2 separate regions of the Sus scrofa genome follow, and region 1 is linked to region 2. The links are chromatin contacts, called in public Hi-C maps. All regions are on one chromosome and are shown on one strand. Each heading gives the region's core, a stretch centred on a gene start, on an enhancer-like site or on the middle of the called end of the contact. The rest is flanking DNA. Distances are from core to core; before and after follow the strand shown. Region 1 holds the start of SASS6 (spindle assembly abnormal protein 6 homolog). Region 2 holds the start of DBT (lipoamide acyltransferase component of branched-chain alpha-keto acid dehydrogenase complex, mitochondrial).

Evidence for each region. A called contact is a pair of places that touch in the nucleus more often than the background predicts.
Region 1: a contact with region 2 is called in a Hi-C map of skeletal muscle, with 4 times the contacts expected there. The contact joins the promoter of SASS6 here to the promoter of DBT in region 2. A contact is called at or near these places in 1 of 5 promoter capture datasets (liver), 11 of 47 Hi-C or Micro-C datasets (differentiating spermatogonia, embryonic fibroblasts, fetal heart ventricle and 6 more) and 2 of 2 datasets of contacts at active chromatin or transcription factors (alveolar macrophages and skeletal muscle).

What each region holds. Positions count from the first base shown.
Region 1 is chr4:117,982,236-117,987,268 of Sscrofa11.1, reverse strand. It overlaps SASS6 (spindle assembly abnormal protein 6 homolog), which reads right to left and starts at 1,670. Exons shown (of 17, transcript XM_021090148.1): 1 at 1,334-1,670. The coding sequence starts at 1,650. It overlaps TRMT13 (tRNA:m(4)X modification enzyme TRM13 homolog), which reads left to right and starts at 1,636. Exons shown (of 10, transcript XR_002343574.1): 1 at 1,636-1,887.
Region 2 is chr4:117,880,782-117,886,032 of Sscrofa11.1, reverse strand. It overlaps DBT (lipoamide acyltransferase component of branched-chain alpha-keto acid dehydrogenase complex, mitochondrial), which reads right to left and starts at 1,376. Exons shown (of 11, transcript XM_003481505.4): 1 at 1,223-1,376. The coding sequence starts at 1,273.

The DNA of each region.
Region 1 (5,033 bases), core at 421-2,920, 100 kb before region 2:
AAAACGGATAAATTAATTTTAATATTTAACCCTATATATCCAAAATATTGCCTATATATGCAAAATGCAAAATACATGTTAAGATAATGATTTATAAATTCCATCAATATAAAAATGGAAACATTTTACATACCTTTTTTCTCATAGTAAGTTTTCAAAGTCCAACGTGCATTTTACTCATGCCACATCGGTTCCGATTAGCTCCATTTCAAATGTCCAATAAACATAGTGGCTCCCATATTGGGCAGCACAAAAGAATAACCAACTAGTCTACAAATCTCCATTTACAGCTGCTGGTTTTGGTACCATCTCCTCCCTGGCTTGCCAATTGATTCTGGACCTAATTCTGAACTACATACTAATTTCACATCACTGGCAGCTCAACAAATCAATGTCTTCATTTCTTTTAATGTCACATTTCCACACCACTTAGTTTTCACATATATTTTCACACCTGATCCTCATTAACAACCAACCATGTAGGTAGCCATGTTTTATCAGCTTTACTAATGAGGAAAATCAAGGTTCAGAGAGGAGCCAGCTGACACTGAGTGGTGCACTTGAGACAAAATTGAAATCTCCTGCCAAATCTCCCTACTTCGGCCTCAACAGCACCACCTCTTTAACCAAAGTTGTAACTTTTACATTTATCTGTGATACTGGCCTTTATTTCCACCCTCACCAGACTGTAAACTCCACCAACACAAGAACTCTCCTGATCACTGTATCCCCGGTGCCCAGGAAGAGTGTTCAACGTTTGTTGAATGACTAAATGAATATATGGTTTTCAACAATTGTTTTTCAATTTATTACACGTAATTTATTTTTAGTAACTATGACGAAAGAGAGGCAATACACCACAAATTTGTAGAGTTTTTTTTTTTTTTTTAAGTCTAACCTTGCATTTACTTCCAGTAGCGTTCAAAGGAGAGAGGGGGGAAAAAGGGCCGTGAGCCAAAGCCTGAATTCTAGTGCCCGCCCGCCGTGAACTCGTGAGCTCTCACGCAAATTACTTAATTTCTCTGAGCCAGACTTCTTATCCGTCAAAAAGAGAAATGGGCTATCATCTCCATGACAACATCCAGAGATAAGACTTAAAAAAAAACACACACAAAAACTGATGCGGGTCGGCGACCCATTCCTCACTCTTCCCTCCCCAGCAACGGCAGACTTTGAAACGACCACGAGGTCCCAGCCAGCTCTGTCTCCGCGGCCCGGGGAGATGGGCCGCACACCCAGCGCAGGCCGGGGCCCACCGGCCGGAGCCGCCATCTTTCCCCCTTGGCCCGACCCCTAACCGCCACCCGCGGGCACAGAGTAACGCGGCCCTCACCTCTCCTCGCAGTCTTTACATTTCACCTGCAACGGGACGAGTTGCTGGAACAGAATCTGGCTCATGCTGAACCCCTGCCCCGGCCGGTGTGCGGAAAAACCCAAACGGGCCGGCGGGTCAGCGGTACTAGCCTGAAAGGCCTCCGGGGCCTGTTTAAGTTTGGCGCTCGGCTTCCGCGGAAGAGGCGGGGAAAGTGAAGCAGAGACGATACGGAGGAGGTTTGGGCCTCGCCGGCCACCATCAGCTTCTTCCGGTTTTGTGACGGCTGGGCGGTCGTTCCGGGTACCCTCCTGCGTGGCGGGATCCGAGGCCGCCATATTTGTTAAGGGAAGGGAACCCGAGAGGCGCTAACAACTTTTCCTCTCTTCGCCGGATCGATGCTTGCTACCTGAAGTAAGCCCTGAATTATGGCGGCTTCTGCGCCGACACCGCATGGAACTGACTCTCCAGCAGAGGGGCGATGCGGTTACTATGTGGAAAAGAAGAAGCGGTTCTGCAGGATGGTGGTGGCAGCGGGGAAAAGGTTCTGTGGTGAACACGCTGGAGCGGCGGAGGTCTGGTATCGCCTTACCCTCTCGAGGGTCGGAAATAAGTTTCCTGGTCCGGCACTTTCCCTCTCTGACAGATTTCTGCTTCTGTCCCCTGGAGTTTCCAGCTTTTCCCGTGATAAACGCAGTCCTGGCCTCCCTAGGGAGCGATGATGAGCCGTAGTGAAGTGCAGTGTTGTCTTGTACTAAGTAAAGCGCCAGCAGTGACCCGTTTATCTTGATACCAACTCGTGGTAACGCTAGATTGTAGTTTTACCGCAGACTACCGCTTCTTGCGCTCCGCTCACTCTCCGCCTTCCTGATGGGAAGTGGTGGTTTAGAAAGAAGACAGATCCCAAGGTTTCACTCATTGTGTTTTCATTGTTTTGTGAACGATAATCACTTCTTGTGAATTATTGTGAGTCACTTCTTGTGAATTAGATGTACAGTCTTTTGAAAGCAACTAATAACTACTTTGCTGCAAAGGGGAAGGAAAGATTTAAAAACATGTAAGAATTGACTCAACACTGAGAACAGAAACTGTATGATTTTGTTCCATTAAACGTATGATTGTGATGTCGAACTATATATCTTTATGTATGTGTTTTTCTTTAGGAGATATATGATAGAAAATTTTAAAAACAGCAAGAGCAGAATGCTTATAGAAAGAGCATGTTTGATAGCTTTTAGAACAATTAAACCAAATAGACAAGCATCTGATTTCATGTCTTCTGAATGTCCGGTGTTATTTACATTTCTTTTCTTTGTGAGTCCGATGGTTTCTCCTGCTAGGCAATGTCTAATACAGATGCGCGTGCGCGCGCGCACACACACCCCCTCCAGCCCTGCCATCTGCTACTGTCCCTCATAGCCAAAGCTGTACTTCATGTGTTGATTTGACTGACATTTGCGTAGAGTGAAGTGTACTAAAACAAGCAGATTCTTGTTTTGGAATGTAAGTGACTTGTGACTTACAAGGACTCTTTGAAGTACACTCACTGTTGCCTTGGCTGGTTTTGAGGGGACCAGCAAACATCCCCTGATCGAAAAATGAGCTTTATGATTGGAGGAGGCCTTTGTCCTCACTCTAAGACCTTACACTTCACCGTGACCAGACGTCCAGAAGGTGACTGCAGATGCTGAGAGTAGTAGAATAGAAATAGGTCCTTACAGAGTGATTTGTATTCCTAGAAAGGAATAACATCATGTTATTAATCCCTTAAAGAAAGGTTGCAAAATACCAAGTGGAGACACGTTCCATGATTATGATTTGGTTTTCAATTTGGGGCATCCTACTGAATCTGTAATTTATTATGTAACTGAGTGGTATGTTTCCATCTTTTTTTCTTAAGTGTCATCTATAGCTGAGACCACTTGTACTCATTTCACCCAGTGGTTCTTAAATGGTGGTGGTTTAGTCCCCCCAGGAGACACTTGGCAATGTTTGAAGACATTTCGGTTGCCACAGCTGAAGAGTGTTTCTTGCGTCTAGTGGATAGAGGCTGGAGAAGCTAACTTAACATCCTACAATGGGTAGGAAGGCCCCCACAAGAAAGAACCATCCAGCCCAGAATATCAGTAATGCCAAGACTGAGAAACTTTCTGTTTCTAAACCCAAATAATAAAATTTAGAAGTGCTTTTTTCCTCCTACTCTATCATTAGGCTTTCGAAGGTTAGCATAGTCTTCTTCTTCAAGGAGATTAGACTTTAAAAGTTAGCAAATAAGCAATAGTGTTGGAAGTTTCCTCATGGATCAGTGGGTTAAGGATCTGACATTGTCACTGCTGTGTCTTGGGTCACTGCTGTGGCGCAGGTTCGATCCCTGACCTGAGAACTTCCACGTGCCATGGGCACAACAACAACAAAGAACAATGTACTGTATTTTCAAAAAGATACTGAAAATTCTCTCTTGTTCATGAAAATTGATGTACATAGTTTCATGGATATTCTGGGAGGCAGATCAGAACTGAAATAAACTGAAGAAGAAATTGTTAATACTGATAGTGAACACTTAGCATTTACTGTATGAATAGCACTGTGCTTAGCTCTTTTTTTTTAATAATAGCTCACTTAATTTTTACAAACCTTAGGAGGTATGATATATTCTCATCTTTCAGATGAAGCAGTAAGACTACCTTAGATCATAGAGTTAGGACTGATAGAATTGAGAATCATACCTAGACAGTATGGCTGACCTTTGGTTTTAACTGTTACACTATCCTGTTATATAAAGATTCATATCAATGATGGGTAGAATTGCCAACATTATTAATTCCTTTATTTTTTTCCCAAGTGTGTATAGTTAAATTCATGTAACTTAGAAAGGAACAGGATGTAACTCTTCTATACTAAAAGATTGAGGAGTTCCCGTCATGGTGCAGTGGAAATGAATCAGACTGGGAACAATGAGGTTGCAGGTTCTATCCCTGGCCTTGCTCAGTGGGCTAAGGATCTTGCGTTGCCATGAGCTGTGGTATAGGTCTCAGACGCAGCTCGGATCTGGCGTTGCTTTGGCTGTGGCATAAGCCAGCAGCTATAGCTCCAGTTCAACCCCTAGCCTGGGAACCTCCATGTGCCGTGGGTGCGGCCCTAAAAAGTAAAAAAATAACGTTGAAAACCTGGTAGAGTATGGCAGCCTCACCAGATCCTTTAACCCATTGTGCTGGGCTAGGGATTCAGCCCATAACTCAGCAGCAAGCTGAGCCACTGCAGTTGGATTCTTAATCCATTGCACCTCAGCAGGAGCTTCTGTAGTTCATTTTATACGTAATAGTTTGTACCTTTTAATCCTCTACCCCTACATTGTCCTCCCCACCCCCACTGGTAACCACTAATATGTTCTCTTTATCTGTGAATCTGTTTGTTTTTTGTTATATTCACTAGCTGTATTTTTTAGATTCCACATGTAAGTGATATCAGAAAGTATTTGTCTTTCTCTGACTTATTTCACTTCACATAATGCTTTTCAATCCATCCATGTTGCTGCAAATGGCAAGATTTTGTTATTTGTTATTTTTTATGGCTGAGCAGCATTCCATTGTCTATCCACATCTTCTTTGATTCATTCATTTGTTGATGGATACTTACTTTGCGTCCGTGTTGGCAGTTGTAAACAATGCTGCTGTGAACACTGGGATGCACATATCTTTTCAAATTAGCGTTTTTGTTTATT
Region 2 (5,251 bases), core at 127-2,626:
AGAGCTGGCTCAGAGATGGGAACTTCAGGAATCATCAGCATATAAATGGCAACTTAAATCAAAGAACTGGATGAGGTAACCCAGGACGTGCATGAAATACAGACTGCCAAGTCAGAACCTTTAGAAACACCAATATTTACCAGTTAGGCAGGGAAAAAGGAGGAGGTTGGGATCAAGTGTTCAAAGATGTGGGAAGAGTAATATCGGGAAGTTGGTGTCAGAGAAAACAAGGATGAAGAGCTTTCAAAAGAAGGCAGGCTTTCTTCTGGTTACCTCCTACTTAGTTTTCACAAATTTCAAATCTCACAGTATTTTCTGGGCATTTGCCTCATCTTTTCGTGCTGTGCTGTAATTGCTTGTTTAATATCCTTCTCTCTCTGCCCTGTGCCAGACAGCACGGCTGTAATTAAACTGAGAGGGTAGAGTTCAGTCTAGTCTTATTCACATTTGCATCCCCAATTCCTAGCACTGTACCTGCTACATAGCAGGCTCTTGAAAGGTTTTGTAACGTCAGGGGTCGAACACTGTAGAAAAATCCAAAAGAGTGGACTCAGGACGATAAACGCTATGCAAATAGGACGAAACACTATGCTTACAGGGATGTTAACAGTTTCATCTCAGCAAAGGGAACTGTGTCAAAGGGGAGACAAGAAGGGGAAATAGTGATGAATGGTAACTCTGGTGATACAAAAGTTTGGAAAGATACCGGTGCAGATGTAGGAGGCAAGTATAAGCCCAAAGAACAAAGCTTGAACCTCTCCGCTGCTCAAGCAAGGACTTAAGGAGTTGTTTCCTTGCCCAGTCTCCTCCTCTGGACTGTAAATTCCTCGAGGGCAGGAGTCGTAATTACCAGCGTCCGGGACAAAGAGATGCTCAATAAATGCTGAATGAATATAGTATATCTCCGTACCTCCAGTGCCCGGTACCCAGAGGGTGCTCAGTGAATGGCTACTGGGCCAAAGTCGAGCTGGGCTTTGGGGTTCAGATGGAGCGGGAGGAAGACCGGGTTACCTCAGAAGCGCACGCAGGTAAGGAGAGAAACTGGGTCTCCAGCCAGGTTGGCTCGCCACCTTCGCTGCCCTTCGTTGTGCACACATCCCTCCACCTTTCCATCACGCGAGACCTGCACGCGAGGCACTCGGAGGACAAAGTTAACACACCTCCCCCAGGTGACGCCGGACAACCACATCTTCCCGACCTCAGATCTGCCCAACCTGCTTACCAGCCGCCCAGCATTGCGGCTCCAGGTCCTCAGCACACGCGCTGCAGCCATCTTACTCCGGAAATGACAACTGCTCCGGGGTTGGACGAGCTGCCCCGGCGGGGACCTATCCGGAGCCGGAAAACGCGCCTCCCCCAAGCCTCGGGTGGAGAGCGAAGGAACGAGCCTCCCACCCAAGAGCCAACCAGGGAGCGGGGCGGGGCTGAGAATAACCCCAGAGGGGGCGGGGCGCCCTGCGGAGAGGGAAAGAGCCTGGGGGAGGGGAGCCAAGTGGGGAGGAGGGCAGTGCAAATTTAATTTCCGTGACGCTTCTGAGTAAAGCACTGCTGTGTAAGTAATGTGCCCTCACGATCGTCTTTTCGGTCCAAGTAACGGAGGAAATAGAGTATGTTAAAGAAACATGAAGGGTATTCACCTGGAGAAATTTAGGTTGAAGTAAGATCTGCAGGATAAGTAGGAAGGAAAAAAAACAAAACAAAACAGAAACATTCCTTCAGCTTGTTAATATAACCACCTTGGTTACAGGAGACGGTACTGTACTCTGTAGCAAGGGTCTGTACCCATGGTGGAGTCAAGTCTATGCTGGAATACTTCCTAATGCCTGGCATTTCTCACTTCATTGAAAGTTCTTGGTTACTGAAATTGGCTTTTAGATTTTTTTTTCATGGAAGATGAACAAGACTACCAGGTTTGAGATAAACGTCATCGAGGTTACCTCTCCTTCTGGGATAATGCTGCACGATGTTGCTACCCAACACAGGCAATATACATCACAGACACAGTACCTGGATTTACCTGCCTCATGGAGAAATGCCGAATAGATGTCGGTGAAACCGATAAAGAAAAGATTAGCGCTTTAATTGTCAATCCTCCTCACAGCAACTAGGAAACTAATTGGTAGAAATGTCCAGGATGATACTTTTCTATTCTAGCCTCTTAAATAGGAATGAAAATCTGTACAGATGTCTAAAGAATTACAGAGGAAAAGGCCAGAACAAAGGAAAAATCATAAATCCTCAACACTGAAGATGAGTGGCTGTAAAACAAAATTTCATGTATTTCATAAATTCACTAATATTACTCAAAGTCAGACTTTTGCCTTATTTGCCTTTCAGTGTATTCTCTCTCTCTCTTCTGCTACTTTGATTTTTTTAACTTTCCAACAAAATATTTTATAGGTACTAAAAATATACTATATGCCTGTGTTTGTATAAAGAGGTAAAGTAGCTATGCCTTTGAACTGAATTATTTTTCTTCCCAAGGTCCCTATAACACCTTCTTCCTCTTTTTTTTTTTTTTTTCCCTTTTCTTTTCAGGGCCATACCTGTGCATATGGACGTTCCTGGGCTATGGGTCTGCAGCTGCCAGCCTACACCATAGCCACAGCAACGTGGGACCTGCACCGAAATTTGCAGTAACTCCAGATCCTTAACCCACTGAGTGAGGCCAGGGATCAAACCCGCACCATGTAGGGTTCTTAACCCATGGAGCCAAAACGGGGAATTCCCCACGTTTTTCTACTTTACCTAACTTTACCTTCTCCCAAGAAACTATCTGTTTTCTTTTCTTTCACATTTTTTTTTTTACCTCTGTGGATTACTGCTTCCCAACTTCATTTTATGTTGCCTTATCTTTCCTTCCAATATCAAGAGATTTGTCATCTATTCACTAGTTAATCCTTTCACCTGGGCTCCAAATAACCAGATAACCCACGTCTTCTTTTTAAAAAGTGAATAAAATGGTTATTACCTGGCAATTCCATTCCTAGGGTACCCAACAGAAATAAAAACATAAGTCCACACAAACTAGCACAAGAATGATTGTAACAGCCTTATTCCTATTAGCCCCAAACTAGAAATAGCCCAAATGTCCTTCAATACACGAATGAATAAACAAAATGTGGTGGATTCATATAATGGAATATCATTCATCACTAACAATGATTCAAGTATTGGGAGTTCTCTGATGGCCTAACAGGTTGAGACTCCTGCATTCTCACCACTGTGGCTCTGGCTGCTGCTGTGCGGAGCAGGTTTGATCCCGGGCCCAGGAATTCCCATATACTGCCTGTGTGGCAAAAAAGAGAGAGAGAACGTGAAATAAACGTTGCAACTCTCATCAAAATAATAAATAAATAAATAAAATATTTGAGGTAGGAGGAGATGGGCCCCTCAGCTGAACACAGATGGGAATTACTAGGTGGAGGAAATTGGGCCTTGTTTCTCTTTGACACTTCAAGGAGAAAGTTAATGGCAGGAGCTGAGCTCTGCTGGGGTAAAAGATGACATCAATCACTCCTGGGATCAAGGAGACATCCCTAATTACACATAGGCATCAAGACTCCTAGGGGTCAAAAACGGAGGGGGTACCAGGCCCGAATAAGTTGATACCTTCTCACAACCCTTTGTCCTGAAATTCGTCTTAGCCAAAAGATGTGCATGCATACAGGGAGGGCCTTGGGTCTGGTCAGGTGTGAGAAATAAAAGAAGATAATTGGCCAAAGGAAAACAAAGACCCAGAACTATCCTGTTTAAGTGATTTAAATCACCTCTCAGGTATAGGGGGACTCTTAGGAGTGTATCACTGCTTTGCTTCTGACTTAAATTACTTCTCTGTTTGATCTCTCACATGATGTACTGTGTTTCTAAAAATAAACTTTGTACCTGTTTTTACAGTGTTTGCCTCCTTGAAACAGTCCTGCTTTCAATGTGGGCAAATCAGGGAAATTCTGATTTTAGCTTCTAGCTGGTCTAGCAGATAGGATTCCTGGTCCTCATTCAGGCTGCCCAGGTTTAATTCCAGAGCAGAGAATTAAGATCTCGATCCAGGAGTTCCTGTTGTGTCTAAGCAGTAACGAGCTCGACCAGTATCCATGAGGACACAGGTTCGATCCCTAGCCTCACTCAGTGGGTTAAAAATCCAGTGTTGGAGTTCCCGTCGTGGCGCAGTGGTTAACGAATCCGACTAGGAACCATGAGGTTGCGGGTTCGGTCCCTGCCCTTGCTCAGTGGGTTAAGGGTCCGGCGTTGCTGTGAGCTGTGGTGTAGGTTGCAGACACGGCTCAGATCCCGTGTTGCTGTGGCTCTGGCGTAGGCCAGTGGCTACAGCTCCGATTCGACCCCTAACCTGGGAACCTCCATATGCCGCAGGAGCGGCCCAAGAAATAGCAAAAAGACAAAAAAAAAAAAAAAAAAAAAAAAAAATCCAGTGTTGCCAAGAGCTGTGGTGTAGGTCACAGACGCAACTCAGATCCCACATTGTTGTGGCTGTGGTGTAGGGCAGCAGCTATAGCTTCAACTGGACTCCTAGCCTGTGAAATTCCATATGCCCTGGGTGTGGCCCTAAAAAGCCAAAAAAAAAAAAAAAGGATTTCATTTCAAGCCATCACTCACTGCTGTCTCTCCAAGATCGTATTGGTGCATGCTTTAACATGAATGAACCTCAAATATATTATGCTAAGTAAAAGAAGCCAGAACCCAAAGGTCATAAATTGCCTGATCCCACATATATGATACGTCCAAAGAAGGCAAATCTACAGAGACAGAAAGCAGATTAGTAGTTGCCAGGCACTGGGGTTGGGAAGGGGGAGTGACTGCAAAGGGGCAAGAGGAAGCTTTTTGTGGTGACAGATTGTGGTGATGGTTATATAACTGTAAATTTACTAAAAATCTTGAATTGTACACTTAAAACAGGTAAACTTTATGGTATAGACACCTCAGTAAAGCTGCTAAAAATTGTGTTATACTGTAAACATACAAAAGAATAATGTAGCATACAGATTAAGTCACACATAATAACAAAAATATTGCACTCATCAGCACCTAATTTAAGAAATGGAACCCTGGGAGTTCCCTGGTGGCCTAGCAAGTTAAGGAGCTGGTGTTGTCACTGCTGCATTGCTGTGGTTCTATTTAATCCCCCTGGCCCTGGAACATCTTCATAGTGCAGGCATGGCAAACAAACAAACAAACAGAACCTTTCTTATGCTGATGAAGGTCTCAGTCTGCTCCTCCTTTTAACCCTCCCTTT